Linked DNA regions of Anser cygnoides: region 1 is linked to region 2. The links are chromatin contacts, called in public Hi-C maps. All regions are on one chromosome and are shown on one strand. Each heading gives the region's core, a stretch centred on a gene start, on an enhancer-like site or on the middle of the called end of the contact. The rest is flanking DNA. Distances are from core to core; before and after follow the strand shown.

The links. A called contact is a pair of places that touch in the nucleus more often than the background predicts.
Region 1: a contact with region 2 is called in a Hi-C map of liver, with 6 times the contacts expected there. The contact joins two enhancer-like sites. A contact is called at or near these places in 2 of 7 Hi-C or Micro-C datasets (both in liver).

What each region holds. Positions count from the first base shown.
Region 1 is chr15:11,450,876-11,453,575 of Taihu_goose_T2T_genome, forward strand. The region is part of intron 4 of FAM234A (family with sequence similarity 234 member A); the gene reads right to left. Among named protein-coding and RNA genes, the nearest start is that of FAM234A, 10 kb to the right of the region's middle. Within about 2 kb of position 1,271, at least 1 of the 3 cell types and tissues checked has open chromatin away from gene starts, as enhancers often do. A contact at or near this core is called in liver, where this site is marked.
Region 2 is chr15:11,217,026-11,219,725 of Taihu_goose_T2T_genome, forward strand. All of the region lies in intron 11 of NPRL3 (NPR3 like, GATOR1 complex subunit), which reads right to left. Among named protein-coding and RNA genes, the nearest start is that of MPG, 22 kb to the left of the region's middle. Within about 2 kb of position 1,351, at least 2 of the 3 cell types and tissues checked have open chromatin away from gene starts, as enhancers often do. A contact at or near this core is called in liver, where this site is marked.

The DNA.
Region 1 (2,700 bases), core at 21-2,520, 230 kb after region 2:
ACACTCTGCCCAGGGCTGCTGGTGACTTTCCAGACACCACCAGGAGAATTTGCAGCACAGTTTGCTGAGAGAGGAGACTGGTGGTGTTTTTTTTCCTTTCTTTTCAAGGAAGACTTAAGTGTCTATCTAGGTGCTCAGAAGGGAAATGCTTACCCTCCCCTTTAAACAGTATCCTACACAGCCATCAGCAGTTCAGGAATGCAAAGTAATCATGTTCTTTGTCATGAAGGCAGTTGTACTGAAAGACAAGGAATTACTACCCTACGCTGTCTGCAATAATTTAAGGCAGGCTGTATTGCCGGTGTGATCCCATCAAAGCTTTTACTGAAACACTGAAAAAAAGATACTTGGATTTGTTACTATGACAACAGATATGAAACAGAAGAATGCCCCTAGGAAATCATGTGAAGGCAAAGAATTTTACCCCTGAAAAAAACAAGCAGACAAATTATGAAGATAACTTAAGTTTTAAAAAAATATATCCTGGCTTCAGCGTAGTCCAAAGCTGCAACAGTAAAATCAGGCTGCTGAAATCCATATTGCAATGCATAATGCTTTATTATTTGCTGGCTAGACAGGGAAAATGATTTTGGAGGAAGGTCTCTTACTCTCTGGAAAAAAAAGAAGTCTGATTTAACAAACACATACAGGTAACTGAGACAGCTTTAACACAAAGAACTTAAGAACCTTTCATGCTCTAACACAATTCCCAAAGAGCATGAACTGTGAATCCAATCCCACCTTGCCCTATTAACAGGAGATCTGACTATTCTGGCAGCCATCTGGAATGCTACGATACTTCCTCAGAGTCCAAGACCATTGCAAAAGCATGGCAACATAAACCAAGATAGAAATTAGACAAGAAATCCAATATGGGTGAAGGGTTTTGTTCTGTTTTCGGTCTGGAAGGAATAATAAAATTAGGACTTCAAAATGTCAATGACTGAGTTCAGCTCTCACTCCAAGGAACCAAACTCCCTGCTGCCCCCGAGTGTAACAGTCTGCAGCTCACAGGCTACCGGAGCCAAAGGCAGGTGTCTTGCACTGAGCAGTGCTAAAACTCTTCTGTCGCTGCCCACATGTTTACTAAACACCTCTAAGTTCCTGGCCCTCAACATATAGTGGATGTGCAGAGCTAGTCCCTTTTGTTGTTGTTGCTTTCTGAACCTATTGCTGGATAAAAGAACCACTGAGCAAAGAACTGTGACGTGAAAGAACCATTCCCTGTTCTTTTACATATCGCTCATAATTTCATAGACAGCTTTCTGCCTGTCACACATTGGCTGAAGACTTCTGGTTTATTTAGTGCTTTCTTGCACGGAAGAAATTTCAGACATCTGATCATAGTGGTCCCCTTTCTGCCACATCCCTTTGGAGATCAGCGAGGACCAGAACTGCTCACAGGGTTCACAGCGCAAGCTACCAGAGGACAAGGTAAAGACAGAAGCGGTCACCACACACTCCCATGCTCTTCCTCTGAACGCTGCTTCTGGCCACGGCAGAGGCAGAATACCCAGCTACACAGACCTCTGCTTTGACCTGAAAAAGCTAATCTTGAACTCCTGTGTCCCAGCTGGCTTGTTTATCTTCACATGAAGGAATGTTAAATGTCCCACACAGACAGAAGCATGCAATAGCTATGCTTTCCTTCTTGTTTGCTCAGGTCACTTATTCTGGCAATGAAGAAGGCCAAATTTGATACAACTTGGATTGACAGAAAAGCACTAACTCTATCTGCATCTTCAGATCAAAAATCCTACAGGCGGAGACTAAAGGTAGAGATCCCTGGAATCTCACCAATCCTCCATGGTGAATCATTAACAGCTAAAGATTAATCTGGCTACTGTTATTAGTAGTACAACACGATGAAAGTCAGACTTTGCCACTTTAAATAGGTTTAACCTGATATTTTATTCTGATCTGCCCTCCTAACCCATAGCAAAAGTCAACTGCACTAGGAAACCCCTTTTAACCTACTTAAAGCCACAGCAAAAAGGTACCAAATATGTCAACCGCTGGGTTATTCATCTTTCTATTGGGATCAATTTTTCATCTGTTGCTTTTAATTTATCTGTGGAATGTTTTCCTACCACATTGTTCCTGTGACTTGTGGCTCAGCCTGGTTGTTTCTCTACGTGCTTGTGCTATTTCTTTGTGGTTGCCTTCAGTTACACGGCTTTGGCTCAGCAGTCACCTATCTATATTTTGACCTAAAAGCAACTACTTCATTAATGTCTATAAATAGCCCGTGCTAAAGCCTGTTGATGAAGGAAATGGTGCTAAGATATCTCAGTTGGTACAGAAGCTTTCCAGTTGTGTGTGTGTTGTTCATTCCAGCTACAATGGAAATTAAAAGCTGTAGCAGCTTTTCCTCAGATCCCTTTTTCCAGCTTTTTCTCTTGCTATTTCTCTCTCTCTGCTTTTGGAAAACAGGGTGTAAGGGATGCGCTATTGGATACAGAGGGGAGGATCCTAGGCACGTTTCCAAGAGAGAACATGCATTGTTTATAACCTTTGAAACAGTGACCCCCCAAATGGAAATGAATTTCAGTCTTCCTCAGAGAGGAAGGTTCAAGGCGTAACGGATGATCACTGCCCTGTTCCTAGAGAAGTACAGGCACTCTTTACCCTCACCCTTCCCCCTTTAGGCAAGACAATGAAGAACCCCCCATCTATAGGTGCAGAAATGAAGAAGGCTTT
Region 2 (2,700 bases), core at 101-2,600:
GTCAGTCAGTACAGATATCCCTTTGCTGGGCACCGACATGCTGCACAAACATCAGCTCACCTCGGCCCTGCGCAGTCAGTCACAGCAGGGTCAGACAAACTGCAGGCTCTTCACTGCAGCAAGTCCCTGATGGCGGAGGAGCTGCTGCTCCCCCGAGACCCGTCAGAGCAGAACCACCAAGCCAGCCCTTCAGATAAAGCTCAGGTTTGCTGCACAGCCTCTTAATTGCCTTAACAACCTCCCAAATGAAGGAACCATGCTGCACATCACTCAAACTACTCCCACTAGCCAAGGCCCAAACACGTACGCCAGAATCATTTCTCCAGTTAAACATAAAGATGTGCATCTCCATGTGTTATACATCACATGCTCTGCTCTGGAATTCATCAGCTTTTGCTCATGTTTCCATACCCATCTGCAGTTTAGGAATATACTGGCCGGCTGCTTTATGCCAACTGACAGTAAAAATGAGTGGAGATGACAAGATCTGTTTTCCAATTCGTTCATACAGTCCTCATGCAGGAACGGCCCCTGAAAGATGCCAAATATCCCTTAAAGCATTCCTGCCTATATTCAGGTGATGGTAGGACGGGGCCTCTCCTGCTTTCACTGAAGGACTGAAGCTTGCCTGGTTGTCTTCTGCTCTTCAGGCTGGGCACTCCTGTCACCCCACCACCCTTCACGGCCACCTGGAAAGGAGTCTGTATGCAACGAGTCTCCCTTCGTCACAGCCTCCCTGTATACCACACACACGTGGTTTTAAGTTATCGGTCACCTCCAGTCTCCTGTCATTTCTCTTTGCTCCCATCACCCTCCTCACACTCCCCGGCCATGGGTAAGCTCATTGCAGGGTACCTCAGCTGCCTCGTCCCTGCAGACAGCCTGGGGGTGTGCAGTTCCCCAGCAAAATGAGCATGCAGTGCAAGCACAACACGCTGCACACGCTCCCTTCTGCTTTGATGTACATCTGCCAGCTCTCAAGTTGGCACCGTTATGTAGAACATAATTGCTAAGTCTGCAGTGCAAACAAACAACGGGCTCCAGTCATATTTACATTTCCCCTATCTGTGGAGTGCATTGGCCTCCTGCAGTATCTCCCACGGGGCATTTAAATTAGGCTAATCAGCTTCCTTCCCCCAGTCGATGGTAACCAGCACACTGAAAAGTGGCCATTAGCAGGCAAAGCGGGGGTTGTGTGCGTCAAAAACGCACCATTGCCTGAAGTATTAATGGTGATTTTTGAAAACACTTACTGATCTTGGATTTTTTTCTTTTCATGCTCACATTTTAGCTAGCTAGGGGGTTAACATCCTTTTCTTTCTAAAAATGACTACCTATCTCTTCTACCAGATTCTTCCCCCAGAAGGACTGCTTTCTAGAATTCTCCATTTCATTTTGGCCCAGATTTATTTGCTGTGATTTTCCAAGACGAATCAAATGCTGTCTAGCCTTGTCTGGGCACTATGTTGCTATCTGTCCCTGGCCAAAGCTCCTCCTCCCCTAACTTGTGTCACTATTCAGAAAGTCACTTTAAAGATTTTAAAAGCTCCGTATTCTCTCCCTCCTACAAAGCTGCTCACAGTGACTGTCCAAACTCTCATCCCCTGGCACAACTGACTTATGTGTGAATGATTGCGACCTGGCTTTCAACAGCAACGCAAACTAAGTAGGAGTTTTCCAATAAATACATCCATCCTATATTCAAAAAGAGTCTGGATTTGTAACTGGTCAAGATGAAATAGTTTCCATTCCAATAAAAGCTAGAGAGGATATTAAAGAATATCACAAAAACGCTGGCTGGAAGTCACCTCCAAGGCCTAGTCCAGCCTCCTGTCCCAGCTGGAGAATTGCCAACACTGTAGATTTTTCTGCCCAAGCTCTGTAACTCTCCAAGGGTAGTGATCCTCCCTCATACCTGGGTAATCTGTCCTGGGCAGCATCGCCCTCCTGGAGAAGTTTTCCCTAACGTCGAAGTAGAATCTACCAAGCTGCAACTTGATGCTGCTGCCCCTCGTTTAACCGTCTGCCAGTAATGAGAAGAGTTTGGCTCCATCATCTGCTGTAAGTGCCCTCCAAAGTGCTGCAGGCAGGCGTTGGATCCCCCTCAGCCTCCGCTCTGCTGGCCTGAATAAGCCCCATCTGAATGAGCCTCCCCGCCTGTCCCATGCCCCAGACCCCAACCCAGCAGCCAGCACGGGCCCATCTCCACCTTCACCATGCTCTTCATGACCTGGGGGGAGGAGAGAGAGGGGAACGAGAGAGTTTTCCAGGTGCAGCACCAGGTAGAAGGGAATAATTTCTTTCAGTCTGATGGCCGCTCTCCCTCACTAATGTATCATTTGCCTCTAACATGACATATACATGGACAACATGCTCAGGCGTGTGCACCACAGAAGTCAGTGGTCAGGCTTGATGAGCCCCACGCTTTGCTCCTGGTTCCCATCTGTCCTGACTGACCCGAGCCAAGTAACTCTGTGTTGGGCTCCTTCACGCATGCATGCGCCTGTGTCCGTGTGCATGCCTGCAAGCCAGAGCTCTGGGAAATGCCTCACTTCATCTGTCCCAGGCAACTCCTACCTGGAAAATACAGCAATTAAGAAAGGAGGAGTGAACTGAAAGCTCATTTTGGTGTTACACAGGAATAAACCACTAGCATAGGCAGGGCAGAGGGAAGTGCCCAGTACAATGACATAAGACAGT